2 separate regions of the Zea mays genome follow, and region 1 is linked to region 2. Evidence: chromatin contacts called from public Hi-C data. All regions are on one chromosome and are shown on one strand. Each heading gives the region's core, a stretch centred on a gene start, on an enhancer-like site or on the middle of the called end of the contact. The rest is flanking DNA. Distances are from core to core; before and after follow the strand shown.

What was found. A called contact is a pair of places that touch in the nucleus more often than the background predicts.
Region 1: a contact with region 2 is called in a Hi-C map of tassel, with 4 times the contacts expected there. The contact joins the promoter of LOC100278480 here to the enhancer-like site in region 2. A contact is called at or near these places in 9 of 25 Hi-C or Micro-C datasets (ear, endosperm, leaf and 2 more) and 1 of 3 datasets of contacts at active chromatin or transcription factors (leaf).

The regions. Positions count from the first base shown.
Region 1 is chr2:237,414,026-237,421,109 of Zm-B73-REFERENCE-NAM-5.0, reverse strand. LOC100278480 reads right to left here and starts at 1,977. Exons shown (of 3, transcript NM_001352908.1): 1 at 1,348-1,977; 2 at 665-885. The coding sequence starts at 1,822.
Region 2 is chr2:237,321,304-237,327,599 of Zm-B73-REFERENCE-NAM-5.0, reverse strand. No RefSeq gene overlaps it. Among protein-coding and RNA genes, the nearest start is that of LOC103648200, 21 kb to the right of the region's middle. Within about 2 kb of position 4,344, at least 11 of the 20 cell types and tissues checked have an H3K27ac peak or open chromatin away from gene starts, as enhancers often do. A contact at or near this core is called in ear and tassel, where this site is marked.

The DNA of each region.
Region 1 (7,084 bases), core at 728-3,227, 96 kb before region 2:
CTAAAAATATATGTAAAGGATCAAACCAGCTCACATTACGATGTAGATTGAAAAAAATATATATCCAACCACCCAGATTCCTATAATCCCATAATCTGGCTCCACCCAGCTAACAGTAGATATTGCATGGGATTATTGCTACTCACCACACCTCTATCCAAGGATCCAAACAGCCCTAGATATTGCTCTCAAGGTTTAATATCCGGATTTTCATACTCTGTATCCCTAACCCGGATTTCTATAATCTCTAGCCCATCCAAACATGCCTTAAAATTGCCTAGAAGTTTTAGAACAAGGATTACAAAGATAGTACAACACGCTAAAACAATAAGTATTTTGAACCGGAGGGAGTACATGGTTTGAGCTATCTACATGAGACCAATGTAATAGGCATCGCCACACTAGGAATGGGAGTCATGGTAATTTGTACAAGCTATAATATCGCATTACCATGTGCAACACTTTATTCTAAAGACATTGGTTCAGATAAACAGCTGGTACAACAACTGCATGGTATAACTAGCATGTTTGCATGTTAACAGCTACACGGGGCTTATAACAAAGTATGTAGGAATAGGCAGCACGGCAAGAAGCAAGAAATGTAGGAATAGGTGGCACGGCAATAATCAAGAAATGACAGCTGTAAGTAAGAAACACTCCGAACCTGATCGGTGAGTATCTGACATTTATCCCTTTCGCGCTCAAAGATAATATTACGATTATAATCTAATGAGTCACGTAGGGCAACCAAACCAAACACCTCAAGCGGCCACTGTAGACCTCCAGTTATTCCTCCAACTTTGACATAAAATACTTGTACAGTTTGCTTAGCAGTGCCACCGCGTGGCGGAAGATTATGTGTAAATCGCTTGCAAGGGATATTAGCTGCATGTAGTCAAAGGAGATTTCAGATGAGTTAGGACATTAGAGCCCAATTGTGGATAGTAGCAGCAGTAAGGACTACTCCCTCCGTCCCCAAAAAAAAAACAAGTCAATCTAGGTTTGTCCTAAGTCAAAAAAAATTCTCTATAAATTTGGTCAAATTTAATAAAGTTTGACTTAAGACAAACCTAGGATGACTGTTTTTTTTTTGTTTGGGACGGAGGGAGTAAGCAGTAACAACAGCAACTAACATGTGCATGGATGGCATTCAAGTTATTCTTGTCCATCGATCTAGTTCCGATCCTACCACATTTATATCACTTGATATCAAAGGAACGTCATTGTGACTAGATTGATCCATGAAGTATGAAACGATTCGAGATATGACAACCAAAGCAACAAGAACCAAATTAATAGGTAACTAACGTGCAGATCAAGAACGAGATAATCAACAAGTTCACTCACTCTTCTTATCGAAGCTACCGTACTTCTTCAAATAGCAGTTGTCCCAGCTCTGCCTGAACAACATAGCTTGATAGGCTTCAGGGTCATTTACCTTATCGGGGTACCGCCTACGCTCTTCCTCCTCCTTCTCCTCGTTCCTCCTCTTCCACTCCAAGTACCTCTCATACATCAGTTTGTTTTTCTGGTCATTGGATTCTGACCTGGACTTTGCGCTCTCCGATTGCCCTTCTCTCTTAATGTCTCCTTTCCGTGCCTCCTCCCCCTCCTTGTCATCCAGATGACCATGGGTTTGCTTCATCCTCTTCTGCCGCTCCGCAACCTCCGCATCAGAATGCTCTACATTCCCCCGCAACCACCGCATCGGAGTCTTCTTCCTAGCTTCGTATTCCCCGTCGCCGTCGCTCTTCCTCTCCGCCTCCACCTCCATCTCCATCTCCACCTCCGCCGCCTCCATCTCCACCTCCGCCGCCTCCATCTCCGCCTCCGCCTTGCACGAGTAGTTGCCCGCCGTCGCCGCCTCTGGGTAAGAACCCTAGATCTGGTTTTTGCCACTGCCTGGCAGGGGCACAACGCCACCAACAAGTAAATACCCTGGACGGCTACGCCTCCTGGGCCTTTCCTTCTTTTGCTGAGATAAGAGTACATGGGCTGCAATCAATAAATAAAAAAAGACTCCCCAGCCTGGATTTTTTATTTTTTAGAAAAAATCAAAAATATACCATCGTTTTAAAAAAATTGCAAATTTATACTGCTGTCTCTAACTCATTGCCAACTGAATTGGTGACAAAAACCTGGATGGAATGTCGAGTTAGCGATATTTAGGAAACTGGCGACATTTCCCTAGCCCCTATATAGCCTGTCCATTGTCATTTGAAGCCACTAAAATTTTAGAAGAGAAGGAAGGAGAGGAAAACCTTCTTGGTGAAGCCCTGCTGTCCAAGTACGGACAATAATGTCTCAAACTGGAGACTTAAATTGAAATATGGGGTTGTACACAGGAAAAACTACTCCAATAATACTTTATTTTATAAAATTTGGTCAAAAAAATATAAACACTCTCTCAAGTGCCTCAAATATACTACACCGCAGTGGGCTGCCCTATAATCTAGATTTGAGGTTTTTACTGTTGGAACGGAATGTTTTGTTGGTGCCCTAAATTCTATAAAATATATTCATTTTTAAATTATAGAGCATTTTTATAGGTCACTTTGTTGTACATGCTCTTAGTCTAAGCCTCCCGATTGAGCTTGTCTTGTAACGCCGCATGCCTCCCCTTTTATAGCTGAAGGGTGAAAGGGAATTAGGCTTACACCTTTTTTCTAATTGATTTTGGTGGTTGAATTGCCCAACACAAATAATTGGACTAACTAGTTTGCTCTAGTTTATAAGTTTTTACAGGTGCCAAAGGTTCACAACAAGCCAATAAAAAGACCAAAGATGGGTTCAAATAAAGAGAGCTAAAGACATCCCAAAGGCACCCTGGTCTGGCGCACCGGACTGTCCGGTGCACCATGGAACTTGACGCTGAACTCGCTACCTTCGGGAAAATGGGAGGTCGCTCCGCTATAATTCACCGGATTGTCCGGTGAAGCACCGGACAGTGTCCGGTGTCACATCGGACTGTCCGGTGTGCCAGCGGAGCAACGGCTACTTCGTGCCAACGGTCGACTGCAACCGCATTAAATGCGCTACAGTGCGCGCCAGAGTCAGAGCACGCGCAGAAGGGGCACCGGACAGTCTATAGGACCTGTCCGGTGCACCACCGGACAGCCCAGAGGCCCCACCAGTCAAAGCTCCAACGGTCAGAACCCAACGACCGACTGACGTGGCTGGCGCACCGGACAGTGTCCGGTGACGCACCGGACTGTCCGGTGCGCCATGCGGACAGCCTCCCAACGGCCACTTTTGGTGGTTGGGGCTATAAATACCCCAACCACCCCACCATTCATGGCATCCAAGTTTTCCAACTTCCCACACCTTACAAGAGTTATAGCATTCAATACAAGACACACCAAAGAGATTAAATCCTCTCCCAAGTCCTTAGTTCATTCCAAATCAAATAGTGACTAGTGAGAGAGTGACTTGTGTTCATTTGAGCTCTTGCGCTTGGATTGCTTCTTTTTCTCATTCTTTCTTGTGATCAACTCAATTGTAACCAAGGCAAGAGACACCAATTGTGTGGTGGTCCTTGTGAGGACTTTGTGTCCCGTTTGATTGAGAAGAGAAGCTCACTCGGTCTAAGTGACCGTTTGAGAGAGGGAAAGGGTTGAAAGAGACCCGGTCTTTGTGACCACCTCAACGGGGAGTATATTTGCAAGAACCGAACCTCGGTAAAACAAATCATCGTGTCTCACTCTTTATTTGCTCGCGATTTGTTTTTCACCCTCTCTCTCTCGGACTCGTTCATATTTCTAACGCTAACCCGGCTTGTAGTTGTGCTTAAGTTTATAATTTTCAGATTCGCCCTATTCACCCCCCCCCCTCTAGGCGACTTCCAATTGGAATCGGAGCCGGTGCTTCATTAGAGCTTAACCGCTCGAAGTGATGTCGGGAGATCACGCCAAGAAGATGGTGATAGGCGGTGAGAAGTCCGCTACAAGCCACGGGAAGGCTCCATCATGGGAGTCCGCCAACAAGAAGAAGGATGGATCCCCTTCACGCATTCGATCGCACAAGAGTGGCGAGAAGAAGAAGAAAATGAAGAAAGTGGTCTACTACGAGACCGACTCTTCCTCGCCCTCTACATCCGGATCCGACGCCGTGTCCGTCACTTCTAAGCGCCAAGCATACTCCATTACTTTCCGTCCCATTAGGCAAACCACCGACGTTTGATGGTGAAGACTATTCTAGGTGGAGTGATATGATGAGATATCACCTAACCTCACTCCACAAAAGTATATGGGATGTTGTTGAGTTTGGTGTACAGGTACCATCCGTAGGGGATGAAGATTATGATGAGGACGAGGTGGCCCAAATAGTGCACTTCAACTCCCAAGCCACCACTATACTCCTCACCTCTCTAAGTCGATAGGAGTATAACAAGGTGCAAGGATTGAAGAGCGCCAAAGAGATTTGGGACGTACTCAAGACCGCGCACGAAGGAGACGAGGTGACAAAAATCACCAAGCGGGAGACGATCGAGGGGGAGCTCGGTCGCTTCCGGCTTCGCCAAGGGGAGGAGCCACAAGAAATGTACAACCGGCTCAAGACCTTGGTGAACCAAGTGCGCAACCTCGGGAGCAAGAAATGGGATGACCATGAAATGGTCAAGGTTATTCTTAGATCACTCATTTTTCTTAACCCTACGCAAGTTCAATTAATACGTGGTGATCCTAGATACACACTAATGTCTCCCGAGGAAGTAATAGGAAAATTTGTGAGCTTTGAGTTGATGATCAAAGGCTCAAAGAAAATCATCGAGCAAGATGGCCCCTCCACGCCCGAAGCACAACCGATCGCATTCAAGGCAACGGAGGAGAAGAAGAAAGAGTCTACATCAAGTAGACTCCCCATTGACGCCTCCAAGCTCGACAATGAGGAGATGGCGCTCATCATCAAGAGCTTCCGTCAAATCCTAAAGCAAAGGAGGGAGAAGGACTACAAATCCCGCTCCAAGAAAGTGTGCTACAAGTGTGGTAAGCCCGGTCACTTTATTGCAAAATGTTCATTATCAAGTGACAGTGACAGGGGCGACGACAAGAAGGGCAAGAGGAGAGAAAAGAAGAGATACTACAAGAAGAAGGGTGGTGATGCCCATGTGTGCCGCGAATGGAACTCCGACGAGAGCTCCTCCGACTCCTCCTCCGACGAGGAGGCCGCCAACATCGCCGTCACCAAAGGACTCCTCTTCCCCAACGTCGGCCATAAGTGCCTCATGGCAAAGGACAACAAAAAGAAGAAGGTAAAATCAAGATCCTCCACTAAATATGCATCCTCTAGTGATGAAGATAATTCTAGTGATGAGGAGGATAATTTGCGTACCCTTTTTGCCAACCTAAACATGCAACAAAAGGAAAAATTAAATGAATTAATTAGTGCTATTCATGAGAAGGATGAACTCTTGGACTCTCAAGAGGACTTCCTAATTAAAGAAAACAAGAAGCATGTTAAGGTTAAGAATGCTTATGCTCTAGAAATAGAAAAATATGAAAAATTATCTAGTGAGCTAAGCACTTGTCATGATATTATTTCCAACCTTAGAAATAAAAATGCTAAATTAATTGCTAAGGTTGATTCTAACGTTAGTGATGTTTCAATTCCCAATCTTAGAGATAATAATGTTAGTTTACTTGCTAAGATTGAAGAATTGAATATCTCTCTTGCTAGCCTTAGAAATGATAATGAAAAATTAATTGCTAAGGCTAAAGATTTAGATGTTTGCAATGTTACAATTTCCAATCTTAGAAGTGAAAATGACATTTTACATGCTAAGATTGTTGAACTAAAATCTTGCAAACCCTCTACATCTACTGTTGAGCATGTTTCCATTTGCACTAGATGTAGAGACATTAATGTTGATGCTATTCATGATCACCTAGCTTTAATTAAGAAACAAAATGATCACATAGCCCAACTTAATGCCAAAATTAATGAGCATGACTTAGAAAATGAAAATTTTAAATTTGCTAGAAGCATGCTCTATACTGGGAGACGCCCTGGCATCAAGGATGGCATTGGAATATTGGATTCCAAAAGGGAGACAATGTCAAACTTAATGCCCCTCCTAAAAGATTGTCTAACTTTGTTAAGGGCAAGGCTTCCATGCCTCAGGATAACGAGGGTTACATTTTGTACCCTGCCGGTTATCCCGAGCACAAAATTAGGAGAATTCACTCTAGGAAGTCTCACTCTGGCCCTAATCATGCTTTTATGTATAAGGGTGAGACATCTAGCTCTAGGCAATCAACCCGTGCTAAATTGCGTAAGAAGAAAACTCCTATCGCATCAAATGATTCTAACATTTCATTTAAAACTTTTGATGCATCTTATGTTTTAACTAACAAATCTGGCAAGGTAGTTGCCAAGTATGTTGGGGGCAAACACAAGGGGTCAAAGACTTGTGTTTGGGTACCTAAAGTTCTTGTATCTAATGTCAAAGGACCCAAAATCGTTTGGGTACCTAAAATCAAGAACTAAATTTCTTTTGTAGGCTTATGCATCCGGGGGCTCAAGTTGGATCATCAATAGCGGGTGCACAAACCATATGACAGGGGAGAAGAAGATGTTCTCCTCCTACGAGAAAAACCAAGACCCCCAACGAGCTATCACATTCGGGGATGGGAATCAAGGTTTGGTCAAAGGATTGGGTAAAATTGCTATATCTCCTGACCATTCCATTTCCAATGTTTTTCTTGTAGATTCTTTAGATTACAATTTGCTTTCCGTTTCACAATTATGCAAAATGGGTTACAACTGTCTTTTTATGGATATAGGTGTTACTGTCTTTAGAAGAAGTGATGATTCAGTAGCATTTAAGGGAGTGTTGGAGGGTCAGCTATACTTAGTAGATTTTGATAGAGCTGAACTCGACACTTGCTTAATTGCTAAGACTAACATGGGCTGGCTCTGGCATCGCCGACTAGCACATGTTGGAATGAAGAATCTTCACAAGCTTCTAAAGGGAGAACACTTTTTAGGACTAACAAATGTTCATTTTGAGAAAGACAGGATTTGTAGCGCATGTCAGGCAGGGAAGCAAGTTGGTGTTCATCATCCACACAAGAACATCATGACGACT
Region 2 (6,296 bases), core at 3,095-5,594:
CTAACACTTAGACAAATATATTAGTACTTAAAACCAATGTACTAAGGCTTAGAAACATACCTTTACTTCATGATTTTCACCTTGTTCATCCATGTACATAAATTCCCAATTAAGCACATGTGTTGGCACTCAATCACCAAAATACATAGAAATGGCCCAAGGGCACATTTCCCTTTCAACGGTCCGCGCCTGGTGCAGATTGACTTTCTATTTCTGTGGCCGTTTGTTTTTTCTCAACGGCCTTCGGTCTCCATCTCTTTTGCGGTGGCGGGTATAGTGGATGTGTGTCATTAAATATCTTCTCCGCCTCCTTCTCCTGGCTCTCCTTTGCTCTTAGGCGCTGTAATTTTCTCTTTTGGGATCGTGTCAATCCCGCTGGGCACCATCGAGGCATGGAGTATTTTGGATCGGCTGTTTTGATGGTAGCTGTATCCTTTTTGCTTGTGTTGGCCGATTCGCCGAAAATCATCGGCCCTTCATTGTCTCCCTGTATGACAACATATGCAGTGCCTATTTTGATGATGTCCTTTTTTGTTGTTCTTTGAGTTGCTACAGGCATATGCCCCCCTGCCGGATTGGTCGGCCTTGAAGGTCGAGTAGTCCGGCAATCCTGTTGGGTTTGTGCTTGGTGACCGGATTGAGCAGTGCTCAATCGGTCTTGTACTGGTGGCGTCAACCTGTCAAAAACAGATGTTTGGGGTGCCCCCCAGGCGGGGTACTGTGGCATCCCGAATGGATATGGTGGCATGCCCCACATTTGATTTGGGACATATGGCGGAGGTAAATATGTGTATGGATATGGCATAGGTGGATATGGAGGTGGAGGTGTCCATGCAGGTATGTTAGGTCTCATTTGTATAGTATGACCCTTCATTTCTTCCGATTGGTGGGGTGGTCCAATCGGCCTAACCTGACGCTGCTCATGAATGGGCGAGCGAGGTCGCTTTGCTGGCCGGTCACTGGGTCGGCCTTCTTTTTTACGTATTTAGACAATAATTGATCAGAAGTTGGGCCGGCTTTAACCAACCGACCAGCTGCCTTGAATGTATTTGTTTTCCACGTACCTATCTCTGGTCGTCGTGGTTTGAAAGTACGTGGACGTTGTGAGTCCTGAGTACTGCCGGACCGTCCGCCGGAGCCCTCCGGACCATCCGGTGGGGTCCCGGACCGTCCGCGCCTACGTGCCGGACTGTCCGGGATACGCAGCACGGGTTCCTGCATCTGTCTCCCTGTCTGCGCTTGCCCCCTAGTACTGGAGGCAGTGATGGTCACCTTTAGGGTCTCCCCTCCATCGGGAGTCTTTTCGGCTACCACTTTCCTGCAAGAAACTTTATGATCTTCATCGGCCTTTTTAGAATTGCCGATGATTGCCTCTTTGCCTTTGCCTTTATCGGCCGTGTTTGGCCGAACCAGGACTTTCTTGCCCTCGAAGTCGATCACGTTCATTGGAAAGGGCTCTGTATCCACCTGCATTTCCTGAAATTTCAATCGTCCCTCATTAATGACCGATTGAATCTGTCGTCGGAATACATTACAATCATTAGTGGCATGAGAAAATGAGTTATGCCACTTGCAGTATGCACGACGTTTTAGCTCGTCGGCGGATGGAACAGTGTGATTTATTTTAATATTGCCATTTTTGAGTAATTCGTCAAATATTTTATCGCACTTACCAACACTAAATGTAAACTTAACCTCCTCTTGCCGTTTCTTTTGAACCGGCTGCAAGGAGGAACAAGCCGAAGATTTGGCCTGTTTTGGCCAAACCATTTCAGCAGCATATACTTCTGCTGATTCGTCATCTGAGCTACTTTGGTCGCATTCTACTATATGTACGTTGTGACGCATTGTTTTAGCAGTTTCTTTGCTCCGGCTTTCGCAAGCCAAAGCCCTCTGGTGTAACTGTGCTAGTGTAAAAAATTGGATGCCTTCTAATCTCTCTTTTAAATAATATCGTAGACCATTAAAGGCTAATCCTACTAGCTGTTTTTCTGCTAAATGAATTTGAAAGCATCGATTTCTTGTATCGCGGAATCTCTGGATGTAATCATTAACCGATTCGTCTTTTGTCTGTCGCAATGACACTAAATCCACCAAATCCAATTCATAATCACCGGAGAAGAAATGATCATGAAATTTTTGTTCTAGATCCCCCCACGATGAAATGGAATTAGGAGGTAAAGTGGCATACCATGCAAATGCGGTTCCTGTTAGCGATAATGAAAATAAACGCACGCGAAATGCCTCTGTGTCTGCCAATTCTCCCAATTGTGCTAAGAACTGGCCTATATGTTCGCGCGTGTTTTTCCCTTGATCACCCGAAATTTTTGCGAAATCGGGTATTCTAGTTCCCTGTGGGTACGGGTGGTGATCAAATCGGCTGTCATAAGGTTTCCGATATGATTGCCCCCCAGGGACCATGCTTACTCCGAGCTTATCTCGGAACGCCCCGGCTATTTCTTCCCTCACTATATCAATGGCAGCCGGTGCAAGACCACTGACTCTCTGGTCAAACATAGGTGGGGTTGGTTGCATATTAGTATGTTGTCGTTCCCCCCATTGGTTTGAGCTACGTGGTGCATTTCCATTTGCCCTATATGGCTCATAGGTTTGATCGTTTCTTTCCGGCCTATTAGGTGGGGCCGGAAAGCTTTCCTGGGCTCTGGATCCTGAATTAATGGGCTGGTGTATTGCATAATGTGATGGGAAGTGTTGCTGGGACGGGCGAGGATTCAAGTAATAATCCTCCTCAAAAGACTCATGCGCGGACTGTCCGGATACGTACCCGGACCGTCCGTGGTTATATGCGGACCGTCCGTCATTGTATGCGGACCGTCCGACTGGGTAGTTTGGGTTCTGTGTCATATGTGGTGGCTCGGGCGCATATCTAGGTAACTCATTAAAAATAGGCCCGACTTTTGTTGGCCCGGACGGTCCGCGCTCACGTGCGGACGGTCCGGGCATGTGCAGATCGGCTGATTTGCTGCCGATTTGCGGTTGCTCAGGGTATGTGTCCATCGGCATCCCATAAAGGGGTTGTGACTGGTCGTGACAACCTGTAGCCGATGTGTTACGCGTGTTACCTCCTAACTCAACCTCGTGCGAAGGAAAATTGGCGATACTAGATTTATCAAATGCACGTACTAGTCTCTTAAGATCGCTTTGCATACCCCCTATGATGTTCTGCATTTGTTCACGCTGATCTTTTACATAATTTCTAAGAGATTGCAGATCGTTGGTATTACTTACATTGGGGATATCTGGCGTGGGTTGGAGCGAAGCCGGATCCGTCGCCCGATGTCGGACGACCTTGTTGTTCCTGTCCACTTTGAAGTTGGCCAAGAACTTTGCTTTCGCCTCTTGGATCATCCGCTCCTTGTGCTCCTCGAACTGGAGCTGCTCGTCAGCCGGCAAGGTTTCCCAAGTCGGCTCTATGATGTTGCTTGGAGAAATATCAGAGCTATCCCTTGAACCGGCCATTGAGGGCCGATTTGATGAGCTTAGATGTGCTTTCCCCAGCGGAGTCGCCAAAAAGTATGTTGACACCTTTTTGGAGGCGTCAATTACTCAAGAGAACCAGCGGCGGTGCTCTCTGGTCAGGCGCGGACGGTCCGCGGCTCAGGGCCGGACGGTCCGCGACCTGGCGCGAGGCGGCGGTGCTCTCTGGTCAGGCACGGACGGTTCGCGGCTCAGGGCCGGACGGTCCGCGACCTGCTGGAGGAGCTCGGGTTCCCTGCCTGACGGCCGGACGGTCCGCGCCCTAGGGCCGGACGGTCCGCGCGTGCACAGGGGCGGCGGAAGATCGCCGGCGGCGCCTGGATCTCGCTCCCGGGAGGGACCCCGTCGGGGAGGAGAGATCCTAGGAGTTGTCCAGACTCGGGTAGACCGACCTAGACTCCTCTAATCGACGTAGAGTCGAGGAGAGGCGGAGAATTTGGGGATTGGAAGGCTAAACTAGGTCTAAACTAGAACTACTCCTAAGATAAAATGCGAAATATAAGTTGTATTGATTCGATTGTTGATGATTACAAATCGGCCGTAGACCTCTTTATTTATAGAGGAAGGGGCTGGACCCTTTACCGTCAAAACTCCGAGCAAATCCCGGGATTTTCGCCAACAAACGCAGCGAAAAACTTGGAACCCTAATCTGTTCTGCGTGTGCGCGGACTGTCCGCACCTCAATTTGGTGCTCAACACCTTGCTCTTGCATATATTGGTTTGCTTCGTAGAGCAGGCAAAGCTCTACGACGACCGCTCACGCACGCATATATTAATATTGTCCCAAGCATGTCCTGTTGCTGTATGGTAGACACGTAGACGACGAAGACGACCCTGTCCTTGAACGTACAACAGTGCCAGCGCAGGGCCGGGACACAGAGGTCCATGCACATGCCATTGCTTGGGCACAGCTATAGGTGTACATTCGGGCGGCCCGGCCCGGCCCGGCTCAAGCCCGAAAAAATCCGCATTGTTTGAATTTCGGGCCGGTCCGGCCTGTTTGAATTTTGGGCCGTGCCGGGCCGGACCACGGGCCTAGCCCTCGGCCCACGGCCCGGCCCGTAATTGCTTAAATGTGTCGGGCTTATTTCGGGCAGCCCAAAATTATAAAAGCCCGAAATTCAATTTTTGGCCTGAAATTCACATCAGAGCCCGAAATTCACATCAGAGCCCGAAATTCAAAACAAATTTATTAAAACAAATAAGAGATAAGACAAATAAATTTGACCAAAAGCAAACTTAATATTTGTATTAAGTTACCAGAGCTATGCAATGAATACCTCGTTTACAAATCATTTTGTTAGAAAGAAAAAGAGTATAATCAGCTCTATATATAGTTCGTAAATTTATTTTATTATCTAATGTTCATAACAGAAATAAAATTACATCGCATACTCTAATTCAAAGCTACAAAAAACATCTAACTAACATTATCTCTAGCTTTATGTTCTTTATCAAGTACATGAAAGTGCGGAGTGAAGTGTGGTTTTAATAAATATATGGGCCTTTTCGTGCCTCTATATGGGCCATTTCGTGTCTGCCTTAAACGGGCCGTGCTCGTGCTCGCCCATGGGCCGCGACCTCGGCCCAAACCCGGCCCGATATATCGGGCCGTGTTGGACCGACACTAAATTATTTCGGGCCGTGCCGTGTCTGGGCCGTGCTTTTTTTTCCGTGCTTCGGGCCGGTCCATCAGGCCTGGCCCAAATGTACACATATAGACACAACATATATATAGTTTGATAGGTGACCTTACAATGCTCGAAACTTGTACGTACGTACGACCTGCTTCCTTAATTTCTCCGATCCGACTGCGCGCAAGCAGCTATTATTCGTTCATGCAGGGACCATGCATGGCTAGAGCTAAACGCGTACTACGTACTGCTGGTAGCGGTAGGGGGCCGGCATGTATGGCTAAGCTGCATCCGCCAATCTGCATGCATAGATATGCCATGACGATCTAGTGTCAATGATATGTACTACACATAAGACCAACTCCAGCAGACTCCCTCTCCGTATCCTTAAAACGCGCGGGCAACACATTCTCTCTCCTCTCCGTATCCGTCTCCGTTTCCAGCAACACTCCCCATCCCACTCCGCATGCAGTCTATGACACCTGGGGCCCGCCAGCAGGCGCGCGCGCACGTAGAGAGCTGCGGAGAGGAGAGAGAAAGTGTGGAAATGGGGAGCGCAGGGACACGGCGTCCATTTTGCGGAGAGGGATGCGGAGCCTGCTGGAGCGCGCAATAGTGCCTCAGACCGTGCAAAATGCAGATGCGGAGTGGGATACGGAGTCTTGCTGGAGTTGGTCTAACTATAGAGATAGCCCTACATGCATGCATACGGAATGAATCGACAGTGCATGCATGCATTGCCTGGTTAACCGCCAGCATGCTGCATGGTTACTTAGCTGGGACGGACGGACGGACGGACGACGGTCTTAACTTATATTTATCGGCATGCAAATGTGGTTGAGATCGATGGGTTCAGGGCTGTCTTGTATACCATGCACCCCTTGCAACAGATATATGGCTCCTTTGGTAGAACTCGATCTGATCTGCTGCATGATTCTCTAGCTAGCTCCGAGAGTTAGATTCCCTAATAGAGTGATTCTATATCGAAAGCAAGTGAATCTATTCGACGAAAACTATTTGCCAAATAGGCTTTTGTGAAGTGATTTCTGAGGGGTTAAAGAGTGAGGAGCTAGCAGGTTGAGAGCGGTGGAAAGCAGGTTTACTGTGGTTTTAATCTGACCGTGGCTACGGTTTATACACTATTTTGTTATCTATGAATTGCAT